Regions from separate parts of the Mus musculus genome. Here all the other regions are linked to region 3. Evidence: chromatin contacts called from public Hi-C and Micro-C data. All regions are on one chromosome and are shown on one strand. The core of a region is the stretch at or near the end of the contact, and the rest is flanking DNA. Distances in the headings are between cores, read along the strand shown. Region 1 overlaps Gm35880 (a long non-coding RNA gene). Region 2 overlaps Gm35880 (a long non-coding RNA gene). Region 3 has its middle 94 kb from the start of Gm35803.

Evidence for each region. A called contact is a pair of places that touch in the nucleus more often than the background predicts.
Region 1: a contact with region 3 is called in a Hi-C map of the N1E-115 cell line, with 2.0 times the contacts expected there. The contact joins two enhancer-like sites. A contact is called at or near these places in 2 of 484 Hi-C or Micro-C datasets (the N1E-115 cell line and liver) and 1 of 115 datasets of contacts at active chromatin or transcription factors (fibro-adipogenic progenitors).
Region 2: a contact with region 3 is called in a Micro-C map of macrophages, with 4 times the contacts expected there. The contact joins two enhancer-like sites. A contact is called at or near these places in 5 of 484 Hi-C or Micro-C datasets (the N1E-115 cell line, bone marrow-derived macrophages, embryonic stem cells and 1 more), 2 of 115 datasets of contacts at active chromatin or transcription factors (bone marrow-derived macrophages and microglia) and 1 of 9 other capture datasets (bone marrow-derived macrophages).

Annotation. Positions count from the first base shown.
Region 1 is chr1:64,222,087-64,225,314 of GRCm38.p6, forward strand. The region is part of intron 1 of Gm35880 (a long non-coding RNA gene); the gene reads left to right. Among named protein-coding and RNA genes, the nearest start is that of Gm39654, 32 kb to the right of the region's middle. Within about 2 kb of position 1,860, at least 60 of the 459 cell types and tissues checked have an H3K27ac peak or open chromatin away from gene starts, as enhancers often do. A contact at or near this core is called in the N1E-115 cell line, where this site is marked.
Region 2 is chr1:64,187,515-64,191,027 of GRCm38.p6, forward strand. The region is part of intron 1 of Gm35880 (a long non-coding RNA gene); the gene reads left to right. Among named protein-coding and RNA genes, the nearest start is that of Gm39654, 67 kb to the right of the region's middle. Within about 2 kb of position 2,162, at least 105 of the 459 cell types and tissues checked have an H3K27ac peak or open chromatin away from gene starts, as enhancers often do. A contact at or near this core is called in bone marrow-derived macrophages, macrophages and microglia, where this site is marked.
Region 3 is chr1:64,372,084-64,375,536 of GRCm38.p6, forward strand. No RefSeq gene overlaps it. Among named protein-coding and RNA genes, the nearest start is that of Gm35803, 94 kb to the left of the region's middle. Within about 2 kb of position 2,093, at least 34 of the 459 cell types and tissues checked have an H3K27ac peak or open chromatin away from gene starts, as enhancers often do. A contact at or near this core is called in the N1E-115 cell line, bone marrow-derived macrophages, macrophages and 1 more, where this site is marked.

The DNA.
Region 1 (3,228 bases), core at 610-3,109, 150 kb before region 3:
TAAATGAAAAGTGTAGAGAAGGTAAGCCAAGCTCTGCCATGATCAACAAAGCTACCACTCCATCACATAGCTCAGACATTCACTGAGCCATTATAAACATCATGTTCAACCCTGGCAGCCGAGTTGATGGACAGGCAAACATATGCCTTTCTTGAATTTAGCACAGTACAGTTTTCTATCATTTGTGGTCGGGTGGGGGTGGGGCAGAAAAATAAAGGAGATCTTTTAGAAAGATTTCAAGCAATATCTCAATGTCAGCACAGAGTAGCAAGCAAAATAAAACTGATAAAGGCTCTTATGGAGACCGCGACAGGCTTCTCTGGTCCTCCTGGTCTGTCTCTCAGCAATATTAATTTTCAGTGCATTCCAGTGGGAAAAATTCGAATGTAGGGTGGGCTTCTTCCTCACAAGGGAAGAAGAAGCAGGCATGACCAGAAAGGAAACAGTGAAAGCCAAAAGGAGCCAAGCCAGAGAGCAGAGTCTGGCCCTTTCATTTCCCTGGTTTTATCATGTAAGCTTACTCTAATGAGGCCACTGTCTTGAAAGCAACCTGAGCAGATCTCATCTAGAAGGAGGAAGTAAAAGCCTGGGTAATTTTCCAGATAATTTCCTTAAAAGAAAAAAAAAAAAGCGACCTCTCTCTTCCCAGTTGTTTATAACTGATATAATACAGGAAGTCTCAATGCTTTTTAATGAGTTCCCAAACGCAAGTTCTGCTATTTAATTTTTTTTAAAGCTGCACTTGCCTAAAATATCTCAGTAATTCAAGTGGAAAGGGAGGCTTTTGCCTAAATTATGAAAATGACCTCAATTTATTCCATGTAGCTATGGAGAAGTAGGTACTGCTTGGTATCTGGGCAGCAGGAATCAATCCCTCCCCTCACAGGGTCTGGGACACGTAGGTTCCTGGGTGTTGCAGTGGGGTGGAGGGGAAACCCATGCGAAAGTTCAATACTGTATTCCTTTCTGCTTTTTCATGAGGAATGTGTGTGAGCCTCTCATTGACTCGTTCTGCATCTACCCAGTCTACAGCAAGCACCAGCTCCTTTCTGCCCTTACTACAGAGGTAGAGATACCGGACTTAACACTACTGACTGCAAAAAGTGGCTCTTGCTGGAGGATCAGCCCTGGAGCCGGCTTGTCTCTGTTGTTTACATGGAGGGATGACTGAGCAGTGGTGATGATGCAAAGAAACGGCCTTGTTGCTACTTCTCTTCCAACGCAGCATCTGTCCAGCTCTTTGCTGCTAGTCCTGTATCTGCCACCTTGAGCCTGTTGGCCACCAGTCAGCACTCTTTCCTTCCTCTTCCTTTTCCAGTGCCCCCGGGATAGAGGCATTGCCTCTTAGGCTTTACTTCAGTGGAAACCTTAGACTGCACTGAGGTCTGTGGGCTGAAGAGACAAACCCTGTCCTGCAACTGGAAACAGACCTAGAGTCTCTGCCTCTTAGAGGGGGCTCCCAGACAAAAGCTTCAAATCTGGGTGAGGATCAGAGGCAACTCCTTCTGGTGGGCATTCAGATTGCTACACTGCCCTCAGTAGTCAGAGGAACCATAAACAAAGATGCCCACAAGGCCACTCAGGCACCCAACTGGAGTGCATCCCTAGCCACAAGCCGCCTCTGCAGCAGGCATGGTGGAAGGCTTTCTCTTCTACATTTAAACACTTCTCAAAAGGAAGGGCCCCTTTCTGACATAATTCACAGGGATACGTGTGATTAGACATGATTTCCCAAAACATAAGAGCAGTCAGCAGGCTCTATCCCAAGCATGGTCTCTAAGTGGTTAAGGCAGGAAGAGAAAAACACAGGGAGGAGGGAGAGGGTGGGGGATGGAAAGCCAGGGCTCTGAAGTCTTTGTTTCTCTCCCATCTGGCTGGAAGCCAGAGGCGAAGATCTCCTTTGTCCACTGATCTGACAGTCATCCTGTGTTACCACTCGACAAAATCAAAGTACGGTGCTTTCACAGGTTTATGTCCGTCGCTCCAGAGGCTCCTGGGAAATCTGCGGTCCTGCGCCCGATGGCAGTAGGGTTCTGGGCTGCGTTTCTGCTTTCAAGGTCACAATACAAATTAAGAGGGCTCCACTTTCTCCAAGAGATTCTGTCATTGTTAGCATTCTCCTGGTCCTCCATGGGGACCCAAAGCATGCGCTCTGTGGCTTTAAGGGAAGGGAGAGCTCTCTTCCCAGCCCTCCCCATCAGGTCTCTACGGTTAGACTTTAGCATGTAAACTTCCAGGTCATAAATAATTCAAAAGATATGAAGACAATTTTCTTCCTTCTCCATCTATCCTACATACAGCATCTCCTCTTCCTTCCTGGCTTCTAACTAACGCTAATGTAATCAACTGGCAGTAGGCAGCCCTGGTGCTGACTCACGCCAGGCCTGGACCTTGCGCATTCTCAGACTCTGCCATCCCGTTTGGAAATGAATGATCAAGAAACCCGGTCCTGATCTGCCTACCTCTCTTCTTTTGATGTCCCTGTTTCTTCTTCCTTCTCCCCCGCCCCGCCCTGCCCCCTCCCATGGATACCATGTCACCTAACTGAGTGGCTCTCATGGCAGCTAGCCACCTGCAACAGTTTCAGTTACAACTGTGCCAGAGATATTTGGGCACTTCCCGTGGTCCTGAGGGCAGCTCCTGAGGTAAATCCTGAGTGCACAGGGAAGAGAGAAGAAAGAATATGCTAAGAATGGGAAGAGGAATGAGACAGATCAGGCCCCTTGTTACTCAAGCTCAGAACTTGACTCTTCAGTCAGGCTTCATGTGTATTGGGAAACCTGACAGTGTTAAAGTCAGGAAGAACAGCTCTTCTTCCCAAACCAGTGAGCATCTAGGACACTTAGCCCCCTGAGACAACAGTACATGGAGGGTGGAAAGAAGGCAGGAGACACAGGTACAAGGGCAAGGGCTAAAGGGGATAGAACAAAAAGCTATATATTCTCAAAGAAAGGACCATGATGTATAAGAACACATGGCAAGTCTAGGGAGCCCCGTGGCCTGTTTCCTCTACCTTCTGCTCTTTCCATTTAGCTGTAAATATCTATCTTATGTAGAAGCATTCTCTATCCCAACCCCAGAGGGATTCCTTTAAAATTTTCACGATCATCATCCTCCAAATATTAGTTTAGCTCTAATGTATAGGGTCCTCTGTGAGGAAATAGATCGTTTACCCTTCTCATCTCCAAATGCTTGTAAAGAAAACACTTACAATATCCCTGCACTGTC
Region 2 (3,513 bases), core at 912-3,411, 180 kb before region 3:
GTCATGTCTGAAAACACAATTCAGATTTCTTTACTACAGATTATTCACTTTATCTGTATTTATCTTTAGCTGAAATTATCCCAGGGAACCTTTGTGTTGAAAGCACAAAATGATATGAAAAGTCAAGGGCTTTTTTTTTTTTAAGCAAATCTGAAAGCAGGTGTTGGAAGCAGAAAAATCATTCCTTGAACTCCCCAGGAGTTGATCAAAGAGGCAGCCATAAATTGCAACAAAAGCAGAGATCCACTCTGCTCTGAAAGCCAGCCAGCAACATTGGAAATGTTTCCTTATTTATTCCATTAATTCTGTGATAGCAATCTCTACTGACAAGATTTGCAAATCTAATCATTTATTAATGAAACCTGTCTCGTGGATTGTACCCAAGATCCTCCTGAGGTCCCAGCTTCTATGTGGCCACAGCCCTTTGCTGGCTACAAGCTTGTTGTCTTGACAGAACGTGACATTGGAATTTCTGAGATTCTCAGGAGAACACCCACTCTGATAGAGCTTATGACTATATTCAAAGATGGCCGCCGGGCACAGCCTTGCTCCAAGGACCAGCCTACTGACCAATTTTCAGGATCCACACAGCAAACATTGTTTCTTCTGTGCACAGAGAACATTCTCTGTACATCCCAGTCCAACATGTGTGGTTTTAGATTTTGCTGCAGACAGGAATGAAGAATTGGACCTGCGTTTGCATTACTGTTACTCACCCTGACAAAGATAAGATTGACCCGACTCTTGACTAAGACATTGATTTTTTTTCCTAGAAATTTTACTGTGGTTTCAGATACTTCCAAAATATCACCCTGTTTCCTTGGCGACCGTCTAAGCTTTATTCCCTATGAACCGACGTGGCATGATTCATCAGTGAACAGCCAGCAGCAGCCACCCGGTTTACAGACTTCCTAAAGATTTCCTGGAAAGAAATTCTTGCCCTGAGCTCTTTCAAAGGCTCTCTGTTTTTGATGTTTCACAGAACATAGCTCAAAGTGATAACAATAATAATAATAATAATAATAATAATAATAATAATTCTGTAACATGTCCATGAGGAACAGCAGTATTGATGGAGATAATGAAATGCAGAAATGAAAACCCCTCAGCAACACTCCCTCACATGTGCCTAAGCTCTGTTCATTAATCTCTGATAATTAGACTTTTTTGCAGAGGTTAACAGCAGTGGCACATGGTAATTAAGGACTCCATCACTACCAAAGGGATTGGAATGCTTCTAGTGTGACACATGTCCGGCTTTCAGTATGTGTTATGTTTGCTTTAAGTATGAATTCCCTATGTAAGAAGTGTATTGTGTGCATGTGTGTGTGCATGTATGTGTGTGTGTGTGTGTGTGTGTGTGTGTGTGTGTGTGTAGAGAGAGAGAGGGAGGGAGGGAGGGAGGAGGGAAGAGAAATCCATGATCTTATATTAACTTCTTCAGTGAAAGTTAACAAAGTATTTTAGTTGTAAACTAAATAAAAGAACGACCTATTGCTTGGATCATCAATTTTTTTTTGGCTTGGCGATGTGACCTTAGCGAGGTTTCAGATGCCCTTTGCCTCAGTTTCTCCATCTGTAAGATGCTGTGGTTATAAACTCTTTAGAGTTTTATAATTTAATAATGATATCCATCAAAATTGCTAGAATTCACTGATGATATACATTATGCCATGTGCTGTTCTGAGCCCATATATGTCCTCAAAACATTTCAGAGCAAAAGGGGTTGAATAGGCTGCCAGTACTACTTAATTCACTTTGAGATATCCAAGTCACTCAAGAACAAACTTCCCCCAAAGGGTAGTTCATTGGACAACATTCTCCTTTTTCTTCTAGAATGAGAAATACTTACACCTCGTAGCATCTTTACTTTGGTAATAGTAACCATTTGGCTTAGGCTGAATATAGCAGTATGAGTCCATCCGTGAAAGAACCCATTAATAGAGACTCACAAGATGAAGAAGATAGCTACTTCATCTCTGAGCTGTTTTGGTTATTGGGCTAAATGAGAGGTACACGGGACCCCCAACCCCGCCAGAGAGATGGTTTATCTTGGCACCCAGCTGTGAGTGCAGTCCAGCAAGGCAGGACTGCCTGGGCTGTGGCAGCAGGAGAGTGAAGCAGCTGGCCACAGGGTAGCTGTGGACAGGAAGCAGACTGCGATGAATGCTGGCACTCAGCACGCTCTCTCCCTCACTTCCTCCTTTTTATTCAGCTCAGCACCCCAGTCCATAAAATGGTACTGACCAAGTTCAGGCTGTATCGCCCGCTCCAGTTAAACCTTCATGGAAATGCCCTCATGGACATGCTCAGAGAGGAGGCTCCTAAGTTAATCTAAGTTAATTGACAATGAAGATGAACTATCTCCTATCCCTTCCTCTCTCCCTTTTTTGCTCTGTAATGTCACAAACTGCATATCTGCATACTTAAAACTGATATTGGTTGGATATTTTTTTCAAGGCAAGGGAGGGAAGAAGGAAGTTTCTAATCCTTAACCCCCCCCCCCCCACACACACACACAAAGTCTGACTTTCAAAGGTCTCAGGTCCTAAGAGGGAGAGAGATTTTGCCTGTATTTTAAGTTTTGTTTTGTTTTGTTTTGTTTTTCCAGACTAAGTCAAAAAGTAAACTGAGCTAGCTGCCTCGCCCCAGGAATGGGGTTTATTTCTATCCAGTGTTTCAGGATCGCCCCCCTGGTGTCTTTAGTCATGCTCTAGCTGAAGCCAAGAGTGAGGGTTTCAGTGGCAAGTAAAAGCCCCTCGCTGGAGCCTGGCAGAGTTTCCATAGCAGCTGGCCCCTCCATTAGCAGTTTCCAACCCCTCTCCCCAGATGAGTGTGAATGGGCAGGCTGGCACTTGCTCCTCCGGATTCTCCTTTTACTTTTATTGGGGGAGGGGGCTTTTAAAAGATTGACACTTCCACAGAAAGAAGAGGAAGAGGCGGAGATGGGAGGGAGGGAGGAAGAGAGAGGGAAAGGAGAGAGAGAGAGAGAGAGAGAGAGAGAGAGAGAGAGAGAGAGAGACACTTGGTTTTGTCCCAGTTCCATTTCCTCCTGATTTCCTTTGTAAAAGCAACCTTCAACTTCTGTATGCTGACACCATTACCTGGAACAGCAATCTGAGCCCATATAGTCTTGCTCTCCTCAAGTGTGGTGAAGACAGAGAGACAGTTATTTGACAATAAGTGACATATTTCTGGCAGGGTTTTCTATTCAAACATCGAAAGGAGATAGAAGATTTAACAAAAAATAGCCAATACTATGCTACTGCTATGTGCTATTCCGTGTACTTGTTTTTAATAAAAAACAAAACCAACCAAACAAACAAACAAAAACCCCCAAGCCATTGGTTTGTACTGAATTCCTTACTGCACCACATCCAACAGCCCAAACCAAATGGCGTCACTCAACCAAGACAGAACTAGGTTGCTTATCTGACCTCCTAAAAAAAAATCAGAAGAGAGAAATGAGCAGTCCTCTCACTTTGTTCTCCACTTCTGCCTTTCTGTTCCCTT
Region 3 (3,453 bases), core at 843-3,342:
TCAAATTTTGGGAACATTGGATATAAGATAATATAGTCTTCAATTGAGAATAATTTGGCTTAATATTTTTTCATTTGTATCCCTTCTCTTGCCTTATTGCTCCAGCTAATGCTTCAATTACATTATGGATGAGCAGTAGGGACAGTGGACAGTCCTCTCCCATTCCTGATGTTAAAGAGGCTTATTAATGGTTTTATTCATTTAGGATGTTATTGGCCATGGGTTTGCCATACATAACCTTTATTATGCTAAAATATGCTTCCTACAGTCCTACTTGTTCTAGGGCTTTTATTAAGAAGGCATGTTGAATCTTATCAAAGACTTTTTCTTTACTTTTTTTTTTTTTTGCTTCCATTGAGATGATCATATGATTCTTATATTTATTGTCCATGTATTTGGTTTATTACATTAATTTCTTATATATGCTAAAAATAAAAATAAAACAATGAAAAAAAACTAAAACAACTGTGGCTAAATGATTAAATATATGCATGTTTTCAGTTGTCCAATAAAATAGACATTTAAAATGCCCCATCATCTGAGATCCCATGCCTTCTTATCCCATGGATGCTTACACACACACACACTATCATGCTAGAATCCTCTTGTATGCCACCACTTATTCATCCTGCAAATATATGAATTTGCTGAACTTTACTAATCATCTACCTTGTGGTCAACAGTATGCTAGACCTCATGTACCCAAAACAATAGACCAAAGCTCATAGGATAGAAGGGATAGCAAAAATTCAAACAAGCTGGGCGTGGTGGTGCACGCCTTTAATCTCAGCACTCGGGAGCAGAGGCAGGCAGATTTCTGAGTTCAAGGCCAGCCTGGTCTACAAAGAGAGTTCCAGGACAGCCAGGGCTATACAGAGAAACCCTGTCTCAAAACAAACAAACAAACAAAATTCAAACAAATATGATACTGAATTCTCTGCCACATGCAGATAAATATAAGGCACTTTGGTGCTTTTAACACAATCCCAGAGGGCCTCCTAGAGGAGATGACTTTTAAGGTAGATATGATCAGAAAAGCAAAGTGTGGCAGACAATCTTAGTAAGCATGAAGATAATCTAGAAATAAAGGGTCAGTGACGACATAGGACATGGTATGATATGGGTGCCACCAGGCTGGAGCACAAGCTCCATCAAGGGAAGAATGAAAGAATGCACAAGTTTCAGTAGACTTCAGGAAGCCTGCTGATGCGTGGAAGAAACACAGATACATTACCTTTGGCTCATTCTTCAGAGAAAACTGCTAGGAAAACATCTTTGTGTTCAGTGTGTTGATGATAAAGTAACCAGGTTGTACAAACCATGACATGGACTCAGGTATTCCATCATAAACTAAAAACTGTGTCTCTCTGGTCCCTCCACCACTAGCAGCTTCAGAGTCACATACTAAAGCTTATGTCCCAATGGGATAGAATCTGGGAGGTAATTATGCCTAGATATAGTCTCGGATATAAGACTCCAGTGTGCGAATAAGACTCTGATAAAAAGAGGAAAGGCCAGGAAGATGGCTCAGTCAGTAAAGTGCTTACTTGCCTTGTAAGCATAAGGACCTTAGGTCAAATAATCCAGAACTCAGTCCAGTTATGGGGGTCAGAGAGAAGCAGGTTTCTTCGCTCTCTGGCCAGCTAACTTGGCCATGGTAAAGTTCCAGACCAATCAGAAACCTTGTCTCAAAAGGTAGAAGATGATGCAGAAGCAATACCTGAAGTTTCCCTTCAACCTGTGTACATGTACATACACACACACACACACACACACACACACACACACATATGCGCACACATTATACACAGATGGGAAGAGATACCAAAGCTTCCTCTTCTGCCATGTGATCATATATTGAGAAGGTAAGCCAGAAACCAAATGAGATAGCAGCTGATCTGAGACTTTCAGACTCCACAACTTGAGAGAATGTTTCTGTTGTTTAAGCCTAATCTCCAGGGGGTTGTTGCCATGCTGTGAGACTACTAAAGTGCTTCTCTTTCACTCCCGTTAGTCTTAATGTGGTGACTCAGGCTGGTCCTTCTGTCTGTGGCTTCAGCCTTCTTACTCTATTTGATGACCCCACATCCTTGCTTACATAAGTCATCCCAGCCATTACTAATGGCTTGGTCAGTGGCATCCTGAGTGACCTGGAAGATTATGATTAGGACATAGTAAGTCCAGGACTAACAAAGTCAGGGCTCTTCATAGTCTATTTGACTGATCTGGTGGAAGAAGGCTAGTAAGGATGTTGTCAGTAACAAAGCAGGAATAAAGCACGCAGGGAGTGGTGTTCATGGACAGACAGTGGGAAGAAGGGGAGGAAGCCCCACCCACAGAGCAGGAAGGTCAGAGATGAGAACAGAACGGATGGCACAGAATATCACCTTCACGGGTGAAGTGTTCCAGAGCCAATCTGACAAAATAATGCCCGAGAATTTCCTGTTTGAATCTGAGCTGCTCGGCTCCAGCAGGAAGCAGCACCCTATTTTCATATAGTCACATTTCTGCCACCCACGTGGCCTGTCAACCCTTGAAAGTAATACTTCCCACCCACCCACCCTGTGGAAATCTGCAGACTTCCCACAGGGCAGTTTCCAAATACCCAAAGCCCCACTCAATCAGAGTAGCACATGGCCATACATATTTAGGGATTTTAATCTTTCCACATAAATCACTCCCTCTGGCTACTTAATCATGTGTGACAACTTGCAGTGACTGCATCTCGTGCTCTGACTTCCCTGAAAGGTCTTGCAAGCTAAGCAGGGTTAAGCTGAGTCAGTAACTTGAATGAAAGGCACAAGATCCACACCGGAAATGCACGGAACGAGTCAACAAGCAGCACATCTTTCAGAACTGTGACCTCTCGCCACCAGGAAGTGGAGCTCTGGGTGACTCTAGAAACTATGTGACAACAGCTCACGGTGTCCTCCTCGCCTGTGGAAACTGGCCTCTCAGCATTAGCCCACTCTGTGGGTCTGTGCTCCTGTACTGGCTAGTTTTGTGTCAACTTGACACAGCTGGAGTTATCACAGAGAAAGGAGCTTCAGTTGAGGAAATGTCTCCATGAGATCCAGCTGTGGGGTATTTTCTCAATTAGTGATAAAGGGGGAAAGGCCCCTTGTGGGTGGTGCCATCTCTGGGCTGGTAGTCTTGGTTCTATAAGAGAGCAGGCTGAGTAAGCCAGGGGAAGCAAGCCAGTAAAGAACATCCCTCCATGGCCTCTGCATCAGCTCCTGCTCCCTGCCCTGCTTGAGTTCCAGTCCTGACTTCCCTGGTGATGAACAGCAGCATGGAAGTGTAAGCTGAATAAACCCTTTCCACCCTAACTTGCTTCTTGGTCATGATGTTTGTGCAGGAATAGAAACCCTGACTAAGCTCCCAACTCTTTTTGGAGGCAATTTGCCTTAATCGGAGGTATCGTAAAGCCAATCAAGCAAGGATGGCCCAAGG